Regions from separate parts of the Mus musculus genome. Here region 1 is linked to region 2. Evidence: chromatin contacts called from public HiChIP or PLAC-seq data. All regions are on one chromosome and are shown on one strand. Each heading gives the region's core, a stretch centred on a gene start, on an enhancer-like site or on the middle of the called end of the contact. The rest is flanking DNA. Distances are from core to core; before and after follow the strand shown.

Region 1 (2,703 bases), core at 171-2,670, 410 kb before region 2:
GGCACTGATTTGAAAGGCTTTTTTTTTTTTTCGACATAAGATGTTGCATGTAATGTCCCTTGTTATATTCCATTCAATTAAATCCTGGTGGGTGATTTTGGCAGAGCAGTTAGCCACACATCAGATGACAACTCACTTACTGTTGCTCGGCACCCCATGACCATTAATTTCCAATGACTAACTTGTAATTAAAATCTTTGTGTTTATTTGTTTATAGCCGGGGCTGAACATCTATTTACATTTAATTAACACTGTTTAAAGCCTATAAATGCAGCGACTTTAATGATCCATCCTAGCTATGCTGCTTTAGTTTTTCCTGACTTGTAAAACTCACACACAGATCTGCAAGTGAATTACATCCATCTGCTCCCCCGCAGCTGCAACCGGGCTACGTTAGAGAGCCATTTCCCCCTACCCCCCCTCTTTGCTTGGCTTCCAGCTCTAAGTATTTTTGTTTCAGAGCCGACCCAAAGACTGCACCGACGGGAGCCAGCCCTTTTCTCCTGAGGAGTTCCCGGACTTAGTCTTCAGAAATGATTAAAAGCCACTCTTGCTCCATCCCAAATCGACGCAATCTACCTTCCACAAATTCGGTTAACAAAGCGTTTCCGACTCTGCCGGCTTAGAAGAATCTTTTCTTATTGAGAAGAACGCAACAGTTTAAAGTGAACTCTTTAATGGTGAGAGCTAAAATCAACGCTTTCTTGGCCTTGCCCATCCTTGATGAGCAGTCTACACCTACTCTTCTGCGCCTATAACGGGAACCTCAAGGCACCCGGGCTCCCGAAGACAGTATCTTCGTTACACCTTCAAAAGCAACGCAGGAGAAGCATTAGCGCTACAAAGACAGCCGAGCCAGAGCTATGTGCACTGTTATCTGTCAGTCGTACAATAGCAGCATTGATGGAACGGCGAGGACCGGCTTTGACAAGTGTGCTGGGCTAGCATTACATTCCATTCCAAACTACGGCGAGAGAGAGAGAGAGAGAGAGAGAGAGAGAGAGAGAGAGAGAGAGAGAGAGAGAGAGAAGGAGAGGAGAGGAGAGGAGAGGAGAGGAGAGGAGAGGAGAGGAGAGGAGAGGAGAGGAGAGGAGAGGAGAGGAGAGGAGAGGAGAGGAGGAGAGGGAGAGGAGAGAGAGAATTGATTTGGTGTCTTTTACTTTACCTGAAAATACTGCGTTTCTTGTGGCTGCTGCAAATGAATTCCTCCTCCTCTTTCCCAAAGCCAAGTACTTGGATTTGCCTGCAACTCTCACTTGGAGAAGACCACACAGCTCCAGCAGGGCAGCCTTCCTTCTCTTAATCCCCACTCGAATGTGATGACACACACTAACCCCAACCATCTGTTGAAACACGTCCTCAAGCACTCAGCACAGTGCTGTGTCAAGACAGGCTGCCCAATCCAATTGCTGGGGCTGAGAGTCTCTTACGGATTGGAGGCGGAGGGCTGGGCAGGGACGGGGAGGTCGGAGAACTCCCCAGCCAAGTAACCTGAGATTTTCGGAGAGAAAGAACTGCTACAAAAGGAGGAGTGGGAGGTGCGGCGGGGAAGGTAGAGCGAATGAATTATTCTGGTGGCCAGTTGTGCGTTACTTTTCACAAGTCTCTGTGCTCCTGGGTGGGTGGAGGGGGTTCTCGGTGGGATGCCCAGGAACACTAAAAATCTTTTACAGCTAATCTATTGAGGGCAATGTCCTCAGCAAGCCGCTCCCCCCATCACCCCACGGGAGATAAAAGATTCTTCTTGTCATGCTGATAAAGTGTTAAATGTGGGAGTAGTTTGCACTGAAATGTGACATCTACATTTTGAAATCTAAACTCCTGCCTCCCTTTGATTGGGGGCGGCCGCCTCAAACATTCCTGAAAGGGCTTGGGGGGTGGTGTCGCAGCTTTGAGCCGAAACTTCTTTTTCTCACTGGGCTCTTCACGTGTCTCTCAGGCTAAACCAGAGAGACGGTCAATGAAAACCATTTCACTCTACTTCTCCAAAGCAACTCATGCTTTCCTAGATAAAGGTGGCTTTTAATCACTTTCTACACCCACAGCCATCTCGGTATTACAGCTCCTGGTACTAGAAGGCTACACTCTGCCAGTAATTGTTTTTATTGGTTTCTAGTTAATTGTGCTTATTACATCCGCGTAACTCAAGCGTCTCATTAATAATTTTGCTTTGAAATATTTTCAGTTTGGGGTTGTTTAAATACATCCTTCTTGTGTACTTTTTTCAAAATGCAGTTTTCTGAATTGTATTTATAAAAGTATTTACATTAATAACCTGATTCAGAAAAGTGTTAGATTTTTTTTACATATAAGAAGATATTGAGAAATAAATTCATTACTTAAAAAAAATCTTATTCTTTCAAAAATTCCATGAGACATCCAAGGAATTTGGATAATCTTAAAGAGTAAAGAGGAATTTTAAATACCATCTACTGCCTAACTGTGCCTGTTGGAAGCTAACATTTAACTATTACACCTTTTGAGGTTTGTGGTGAGAAAACCAATCATTTATGGGGTGGGGGAGGGTGGGGGAGGGTGGGGGAGGGTGGGGGAGGGTGGGGGAGGGGGTTAAACTTCCCTAAAGCCTAAAAGATCCAGATTACCGATAGGTAGCTGTGTTTGGCATATCAATGTCATGAAAATAATTTTTTCAGTTACAAGCAGCATTGGCTGATTGGCTTTCTTGTTGTTGTTGTCTCGCAA
Region 2 (2,700 bases), core at 116-2,615:
TACATAAAAATAAGGAGAAAAAGGAAGAATCCACTTGATGTATTATCTATTTGTATTATAAAGATGCAGATACTGTAATGGCTGAAGCCACATAATTTCATTTACTTTTTCTTGCTTATAGATGTTACAGAGATAAGTGTATATGAATCCAAGTGCAAATGAAAATACATAGTTACATTATAATATAGAGCGGAATATGCAGGGCTGGAGAAATGTCTCAGCTCTTGCAGCAGACCCAAGTTCAGCCTCCTGCACTCAGGTTGGATGGCTTACAACTTCCAGGGCTTGGACTCTCTCTTTTGGCAGCCACAGGCACCTGCATTCATGTGTACTTCCCCCTCCATTCCTCAAAGAGTATAAATGAAAATTAAAAGAAAATGGCATTTTGTGTAGAAGAGACCCTGACTTTCAGACAATTCTCTTTCATTGTAGCAGCTCCAAATTGCATTCATTTTCACGGGTAAGACTTGCCCAATTAATATTCCATTCCACAGAAATTTTTAAAATTATCACTAATTTTTAAACATATTATTCTTATCTCATAAGTAACCCAGTGAGCCCATAATTTCCCCCCTACAATCTCAGCGCTATAGATCCAGTTAGAATACCAATGTATGAACAATGCACTTTTCATCTGCAAGTGTGAAAATGACCAGATGTCATGGCTGGATCATACTTAAGCCATTTGAATAATGGGAGTGGTTTTGATTTGGCTTACCCTCCTATTATGAAAATAAAAGAGAGTGTGTTTTCTCTGTATATTGGTTTACTTTACAGGACACAGTTTCAGTCCAGTAGTGCATCAGGGTCTCATGGCAAACACAAGGATGCAGGAAAAGCGCTTGGGTCTTTGCCATCCATGAGCATGGAGAGTTAAAAGATGATGTCAGTAGATAGATTGCCTGCCAACACACTCCGTGGAGGGCCAAGGTCACTCTGCCTGAAAACATGTCAAGCCCCATCAGTCAGAGAAAACAGCGTCAGGTCCAATGTCAATCATATGCCAACCATACCAGATCCATTCTGGTATCATAATACTAAGGTATCATTTCCTTCTAGGCATCAGCTCCAGAAGTATAAGGTAAACCAGGAGAGCAGTTAAAAGAACCATTTACCCATTTCCCCTAATTCCAAGATGATGTGGTTAGTCTAAATCCAGCACTGTTTAAAGGGAACGTTATTATGAGTTCCAAGGAAGCTCTCAAAGGCTACATCTCTGGGTCATTTGCCTTTCTTGTTTATTTGATTTTGAACGTCTGCAGGCATTGCTGGCAAAATAAGCAATTTTCTCTGGAATTCTTAACTATGCCACTGATTAACTATAAGGATAGAGTTTCTTCTGAGGTTATGACAGACTCTTGAGATTTGGCGGTTCACTGCCTGCACTTCCTCTAAAACCCCAGGAGTCCGTGCTTGTGACGTTTCCTGAGCTCCAGCTAAATTACTCGATATGGAAAATAAACTCCACTAATCAAATTCTTTAAGCATCTATTTCCCTATTTGGACATGCTGGAAATCTTGTCAGTTAGCTTGCTTAGGTCTGGAACTAGCAGAGGACAGAGGGGGAAGAAAGGGGGAGCAGACAGACCAAGTCGTGTTTCATTCAGAACTCAAATGGGAACACTGGTCATTTGGAAAAGTTTCCCCACGGAAAGCATGCGTTTCCAGGATTTGCATTATATTCACTTTTTCCAATGCTGAGTTTAAGTGTGTTCCTTTCCCTTCATAGGCTGATTGCAGTACAGTTCACAGTGTGAACTGCAGAATCTCAGGGCAGGTGCTAAAAGTTTCCTGCCACAAATCACTTTGTGAAGAAAGTAGTATCATCAAGTCACTTCAAGCATAAGGGGCTTCAGGCCTAAGTCAAGGTTGAGGCTTGAGAAACACATGCAGCTGTCTAACCACAAGTAATTATAGGACTTCTTAGACTAGGAAAGACATATTGAGTCTTTTCTCCTTGTATTGCAGATGAAATTAAATCAAACATCACCTACTTTAGTGTGACTTACACAAAGAGATCTTACTTCATAGTCTCCTTTGAAATGAACCAGGATCATTTCGAAATATCTGTTTTATATTTCAAATTTATATATCTGTCTGTGCAGGAAGGGGCATGGATTTCCTTTCCTTTCCTTTCCTTTCCTTTCCTTTCCTTTCCTTTCCTTTCCTTTCCTTTCCTTCCCTTCCCTTCCCTTCCCTTCCCTTCCACTTCCACTTCCACTTCCACTTCCACTTCCCCTCCCTTTCCCTTTCCTTTCTGAGTTGTCTATAAAATATATCTTATATCCACATGACAGTACATTCTATTCTTGCAAATTTACCAGCTTCAAAAATGCTTTTTTTTAATAGTTTCTCATTGCCCTGTTCCCCTTCTTGTTCTCTTTGAGGATCAGCCAGGCAGATACCACCTAAATTTATTTGTATGTATTAATGCCTTTTAGGACAAACATTTCTGATTGAAATGAAATCTTATAGCCAGGAAGAATAAAACCCAGTTCTTGGATGTCACAGCTGTAGCCTGGGGTAATATTGGATGAAATAGAGACTGTGGGAGTGTAAAGCCTAGGTTACCCAGTGCTGGCCTTTCTTCCTATTGAGGTACAAAAGCTTGAGAGGTCTCTTTCCACTCACTAAGTAGCTAAACCCTGATATCACAAAGAAAAATGCAATTCACAGCCTGTACTGGCTAGTTTTGTGTCA

What was found. HiChIP or PLAC-seq counts read pairs in DNA pulled down with a chosen protein or histone mark.
Region 1: an H3K4me3 HiChIP or PLAC-seq map of craniofacial prominence shows a contact between it and region 2, with 4 times the contacts expected there. The contact joins the promoter of Sulf1 here to the enhancer-like site in region 2. A contact is called at or near these places in 1 of 39 promoter capture datasets (neural stem cells), 6 of 484 Hi-C or Micro-C datasets (extraembryonic endoderm stem cells, muscle stem cells, myocytes and 2 more) and 3 of 115 datasets of contacts at active chromatin or transcription factors (craniofacial prominence and embryonic stem cells).

Annotation. Positions count from the first base shown.
Region 1 is chr1:12,691,147-12,693,849 of GRCm38.p6, reverse strand. Sulf1 (sulfatase 1) reads right to left here and starts at 1,420. Exons shown (of 22, transcript NM_001198565.1): 1 at 1,166-1,420.
Region 2 is chr1:12,284,401-12,287,100 of GRCm38.p6, reverse strand. No RefSeq gene overlaps it. Among named protein-coding and RNA genes, the nearest start is that of Gm22633, 89 kb to the left of the region's middle. Within about 2 kb of position 1,365, at least 9 of the 459 cell types and tissues checked have an H3K27ac peak or open chromatin away from gene starts, as enhancers often do. A contact at or near this core is called in craniofacial prominence and muscle stem cells, where this site is marked.